2 separate regions of the Hordeum vulgare genome follow, and region 1 is linked to region 2. A link is a contact called in public Hi-C data. All regions are on one chromosome and are shown on one strand. Each heading gives the region's core, a stretch centred on a gene start, on an enhancer-like site or on the middle of the called end of the contact. The rest is flanking DNA. Distances are from core to core; before and after follow the strand shown.

The links. A called contact is a pair of places that touch in the nucleus more often than the background predicts.
Region 1: a Hi-C map of leaf shows a contact between it and region 2, with 3 times the contacts expected there. The contact joins the promoter of LOC123412812 here to the enhancer-like site in region 2. A contact is called at or near these places in 2 of 6 Hi-C or Micro-C datasets (leaf and seedling).

What each region holds. Positions count from the first base shown.
Region 1 is chr1H:428,359,365-428,362,342 of MorexV3_pseudomolecules_assembly, forward strand. LOC123412812 reads right to left here and starts at 1,467. Exons shown (of 1, transcript XM_045105763.1): 1 at 432-1,467. The coding sequence starts at 1,392. The coding sequence ends at 859.
Region 2 is chr1H:428,132,538-428,135,471 of MorexV3_pseudomolecules_assembly, forward strand. No RefSeq gene overlaps it. Among protein-coding and RNA genes, the nearest start is that of LOC123400053, 76 kb to the left of the region's middle. Within about 2 kb of position 1,619, at least 3 of the 3 cell types and tissues checked have open chromatin away from gene starts, as enhancers often do. A contact at or near this core is called in leaf and seedling, where this site is marked.

The DNA.
Region 1 (2,978 bases), core at 217-2,716, 230 kb after region 2:
TGCGAGATCAACTTGCTAGGGGGAGATCAATGTGCCTCATGTTTTGTATGATTTTCTCAATTTTACGCAAACCAACTAATTGCCAATCCTGCTAGGCAAAAAAATGAAGTTGCTTTCCAATAACACTAAAGTTGCCTTCATCGTATCCAAAGTTGCCTCAAAAAAGTTCAACAAAAGATATCAATATAGGATCTAGTTTTGAAGATCTCATAACGAGAAACCCAACAGTAAAAACAAAACTTGATTTCGACACTTGAATCAAAAATTATGAGTTTTAAACAAAATTGTGGCGCAAATAAATGCACATAGAAGCTAGATTTTGGTTGATAACGTTTAAAGATCACATGGACATAAAAAAGATGGTGATAAGGGATCAAAGTGAATATATGTAGATGGATGAGTCGAACTCTCTATAATGATTTGACGCTTGATGGTACAAACTCGCATCTGCTAGCCTTATTCTTTTTTTTTTGTTTGTTTGCAAACATGCCTGACAAGCTCGACACCACCACTAATGTACATGATCATCACCTGACCAGAGACGGTAAATCGTCTTCAAATCCACATAAAACATTGAAGGCAAAATATAACAATTGCACGCACTAAGAAGAAGAATCATAAATATGGCAAATAAAATCGACACCCCATTTGATGGGGTCCTTTTCCTCGGTGTGCAGCGCGTTGCACGCACACCAATCGTGCATGCATCGACTTGCATCAAAAAATTCACAGCATCACGTGCAAGAATTTCACGCACCAATCCCGGAAACCAAATTAACCAGTAGTAGTTGTGTTCAAAAAAAAACCAGTAGTTTGTTGTGTACACGTATATGCAATCACGTAACCAACTGCCCGATCCTACATCGCCGCCACGCCCACGACCTCTCCAACGTCCGCAACGCCATGGCGGCGGCAGCTGCACCGCGGGGACTCCTCGAAGTTGTCCGACGTGAAGGCCTGGGAGAGCGGGCCGACGTAGAACATGAGGTGGTCGGCGTCGGCCATGAGCACCTGGTCGATGCCCCAGTTGACGAACAAGATCCTCACCGAGACGCCCCGGAGGTCCCGTAAGCTGCCGCCAGCCACCCTGCCGGAGATCGTCCGCTGGTAGGTGAGCTTGTACCCGCCGTCCACCTCGAACTCGCAATCCTTGTCCATGAACACCTGGAACGCGCCGTCCGACCGCCGGAGCGTGTAGCCGGTGACGCCCACCGGCAGGATGCCCTTTGGGAACCCAAATTTCTCCAGCATCTCGTACGCGCTCGGCTCCGCGCCGACTGCACCGGCGACGGCCGGCTCGGCAGGGACGTCGCAGGCAGCGGAGACGGAGAAGACGGCGGTGCCGGCGAGCAGCGTGAATAGGAATAGGAGGCGGAGTCGCGTGGTGGCCATGATGGCGTGTGGATTTTCCTGGCTGTTTGGGTGTTGTGTTGCCGGCTATTATTTGCCAGGTTTGCTGGTGAGGAGGTAGGGCCGTGTGGGGGTAGATTTGGGTTTAAGCTTGGGCATCCGGAGATGTATTGTATGCGTTGAGGTCGCGTTGCCGTGAGGTTGGATCCGAGTCTGCCTCTAACTTGGGTTGTCTACTTGGGTTGTAAGTTGACAAGGACCTCATTAGCTACGTACCAACAAGGGAAATGTTTACATCCGAAGCGTCGGCTGAAACGTTTCGCCGGCTCCGCGCACGCTCTGCGATCATTTGCGATTGTGCGTTTTCAGACGTCACCCATGTGTTGTGCCCACGTAGCTAGACCCACACACCGCCCACGGTCGTGTCTTATTCCTTCATTCGTGAGCTCTACGCCTTCACCGTTCATTTCTTCTTTCCCAAAGCAAAACTGCGCACCGTCATCAGTTCATGGATTCCTCTCCCTCATCCTCAAGATTTCTTGCCCTTTAATCAGTGTGAATTTTCCCTGTGGTTTAGCTGCGACTGCCGCAGCTCCACCACTGTTGGTAGTGCAACTCGCCACCGTCGCAACACACCACTCTCGTCTGATGTTGGTCCCAGCAAACCGCCTCTCTAGTTGCAGCTTTTCGCCTCGTCCATTCCAGCAAAAAAACACATACAACTTCTTCGAGAACCCCTGGTGGCCGATCCCAGCTTTTTTTTGTCGCCGGTAGCCGGCTGAAACTTTTCTCATATACGGTTGAAGCTTTCTTTGTCAATGGTTGCAACTTTTCTCTGATTGCGTAGTGTCTGGTTAGAGTTTTTTTTCTCTCGAAGGTTGGAGCTTTTTTCCATTCATAGTTGAAGCTTTTCTGTAAATGATTGGAACTTTTTTCGTTTTGAGTAGCGTTTGGTTAAAGCTCTCTCTATCATCTGGTTGAAGATTTTTTTTATCTAAGGTTGAAGCATTTTGTGTCAACAGTTGTATCTTTCCCTGGTTCGCAGTGTCAGCTAAAACTTTCTTTATAGTCGGTTGAAGCTTTTTCATCTAGGGATTGAAGCTATTTTTCTAGCGGTTGCAACCCACGGATGTACAACAGTTCAAGTCTTGACTCGGTTCAGTCGCGCACCGATGCTCGTTGCTACCGTTGCACCCTTCCATCACCATTGCAGCATGCGTCCCCCGGTGCCATTGAAGCTCTTGTGTGCCCATAGGTGGGGGAAGCTTGAGAGCATTTGTGAAGCCGGCGACGTGGACGGTCGGCGAGGGCTATGACAGGCAACTAGGACAGTCGGCGATTCGGTGACCAACAGCGAGGACGCATGGCGTGGGCTGCAACGGTGACTAGGACAGTCAGCGAGGTCGGCACCCAGCGGCGAGGATGGCCGACAGGAACGGCTGGCGAGGACGGCGACCAGCGGCATGGACGGTCGGCGAGAGGCGGTGACATGCGAACATGTCCGACCGATGAGATATAGGTAAACGCCCGTAGCCGGTCAGCTGACCGAACTTTTGGCCGGCTCGCTAGCCACGGTGGCTTGCTCATCACAGTTCCCTGCCCCGTGTTAGAGTTATAATACAAGTAAT
Region 2 (2,934 bases), core at 369-2,868:
ATCCTGATCTGGATCTAGGGATACGACATCGTTGCTTTCCTCTTAGCAGCCTTGTGGTGGCACGAGCGAGTTGTCGAGCAAAAACTCTGTGCCTTGCGAAGATGACGACGACACCTGAGAGTGTCACACTATTCTGAATGACGTAGTTGTGGTTCTTCTCTCCGTGTTAGGGCTCCAGGTGAAGACCTTTGTCTCGTGTGGACTCGGCAGTGGTGACGATCTGTGTTGTTCTCCCTCTTGGGGGTGTTGTCGTGGGGTTTAGGTGTGCTAGGTCGTAGTGCGAGGGTGTTTAGTTCTTTCGGTGCTCGCTTCGGATAGCGTAGTCACGTGTGTTCTGCGTGTGACAGATATCTTAGGATTAGCTTCGTAAGAGGGGTACCTCGACATCTTGTATCGTTCGGTCATATACTTGTTTGGTTGTTGATTTATCTATAAAGATGGGTGAAAGCCTATTTCGAGGATGTAACACATCCCTTACAACATCTTCTTGCACATCCAACATCGGAGGCATAACCCCTATACAATCCCACGATTGAATACCTTGCAGACATAAGCCCTAGTATCCAAACAGAGCTAGATCGGTGTGTGCGCTATCCTTAGATGGATATATTGTAATAAAAAAATACCACATCATCATGGCTCTTTCGTGCGTCAACTGTCCGAGGGCATGTTATCCCCAAGTCAAGTTATTATTTTTCCCCATACTAGAAGCAATTTTTAGAATTGTATGGATCACTGTGATGCATGTTTACGATGATTTCATGATGGATATGATCAAGAATATTTCGCAAAAGAAAAGATCAAGAATGATCAAGTGCCTCCAAAATATGAACTTGGTGATCCAAATTCGCAGATGTGGAGAGGTACTGCATACACCACATAGGACGATATGTCGTTGTGCCAAGCTTGATCACTATAAATGGATAATCTTTGAATTGTTAAGTTGTTTGGTTGCTGATTGTTAAATTATTAATTGATGTATGTGCGAAATATGATGACGAAGATAGTAAAAAGGTACTGCATTATTAAGGAAAGGACCGGACATATGGGGAGAGGGTGCAGGCGCCCGGTTTTTCAAAACAAATGGTGTGTGTACTAATGTTTGAGGACATGCTCCTGAAAATGGTCCACGGGGTGAAACCAAAACGAAGAGTTTCTGCTATGAGCCAACAACCCACGCGTCGTGCATCTCACGCGAAAAACAATGGTGGTAGGACCAAGGAAGCTGCCAAGCAAAGCTAAAAGCCTAGGTATAGGATCGCTCTGCTTGCTTCCCCATACCTCGTCGATAATGACGCGCTGCCGCTAGCTGTAGAGTCGTTCAGTTGCTGTTGCTCGCCATTGTCCATCTCCTCTGGATCTCCATCCCGATATCGCTCGTGTAATCTCTTCTTTGTCCCGATCGGAGGATCATGGGTCGTGCATAGAGTGTAGACCCAAGATAGCGACGGAGGCAGCCCAGGGACCGGGGGATCCGATCCTCCGATCCCATCCAGCTCGTCGTAAAGTTTGTGGCTCCGCCGCCGCTGACTACAATTCGGCGCCGCCGGCGTATATCTTCTCCGATCCTTCGCGCCCACAACCACAAGACCATAGGTTTGTCTTGTCTTTGTCCCCGCCGAGTCGCCGTATACGTACACACATACGCTTATCCACTATACCACACGGTTGTCCACGCTGTACACAGATACAGCCGGTGGTATATCTTGTTGAGATACGCCTATCCGCAGCACCGCGCAAATACTGTACTTGATATTCTGATGCGATTGACAAAACTAGACCTGTCTTGTACTAGTAGCACGTAGTATTACAATGCACTTTGGATGGATTACGAAATTTGGATAGATTATGACAACACCGGGAGCAGGGGCCGCCGCGCGCTGATCGAGCAGCGTCACATGATGCGGGGAATGCGTGTCGGCGAGGTGCATGAACGAGGCTGCCCGTGGGGGGTGGGGTGGGGTGGGGTGAGGGACAAGGCGATACGGCCACAGTTTCCTTGGATCCGTGCAGACGGTGTGCACGTGCCGGGCGCCGTAGCCGTCGAGGCTCCGGACGGACGGACGGACGGACGGGCACTTGCGGCGTGCCGCCACTGCGCTTGCACTGCAGCGGGGAAAGGGTCGGCATCGGCGAAGCGTCAAAGAAACTGTGCCGCCATCATCCGACGATGTTGCCGGAGCCCGGCCCTCCCATGCGTGAACACCGTTTAGGAATTTTCTTTTCTGCACTGAGCTTGGAGCCGGGGGCAACGAGACAACGGGGGTGATTAGATGGTCTGGCAACGGGACAAACCTGGTATGGGATGGGAAATGGTGACCTGGTGCAAGGGCTATGTCGACGTTTTCAGCTCCCTTTTTTTTTGACTTCACATCAACTATAACTGGGTGACTCGCTTCGTTTGCTCATGTCTCTTTGTTCATCACGGATAAAAATAATTACCCAACGCAAAGATCTATTTTCAAATCAAGCATGTTTCGTGTCCGCATCGATTTATTTCATACCTAAATTTGATTCACATTTGGATTGAAGGCGGACACAAAACGAACATTTCATGCGTCCTTTTTGTTCGCCGCTGTCGGCTGCATACACTCTGTGGTCCACCTGCCATCCACCATCCATCACATATGGTCCTCTCTTTCCTCTCTCCTCTTCATCCACCCACCCGTCCACCCCGTTGGACGCACCGGCCGATCTAATTTTAAAAACGGACACAAACCAACAGACGACGACCCAAATGAATAAAATACAGACAAAACATGCGCCCATTTCAATCGCGTAGTTGAAGTTGCTCTCAGCTTCGTATTTTTTGATATTTTTTAAATGTTCGGTCACGCAATATCAAACATGCATAGCTGAATCTTGGTTTCCTGTGGTAACTAACAAGACATGTGGTTTATTCAGGTAGGTTTGTCTATGATGACAACTGACCAA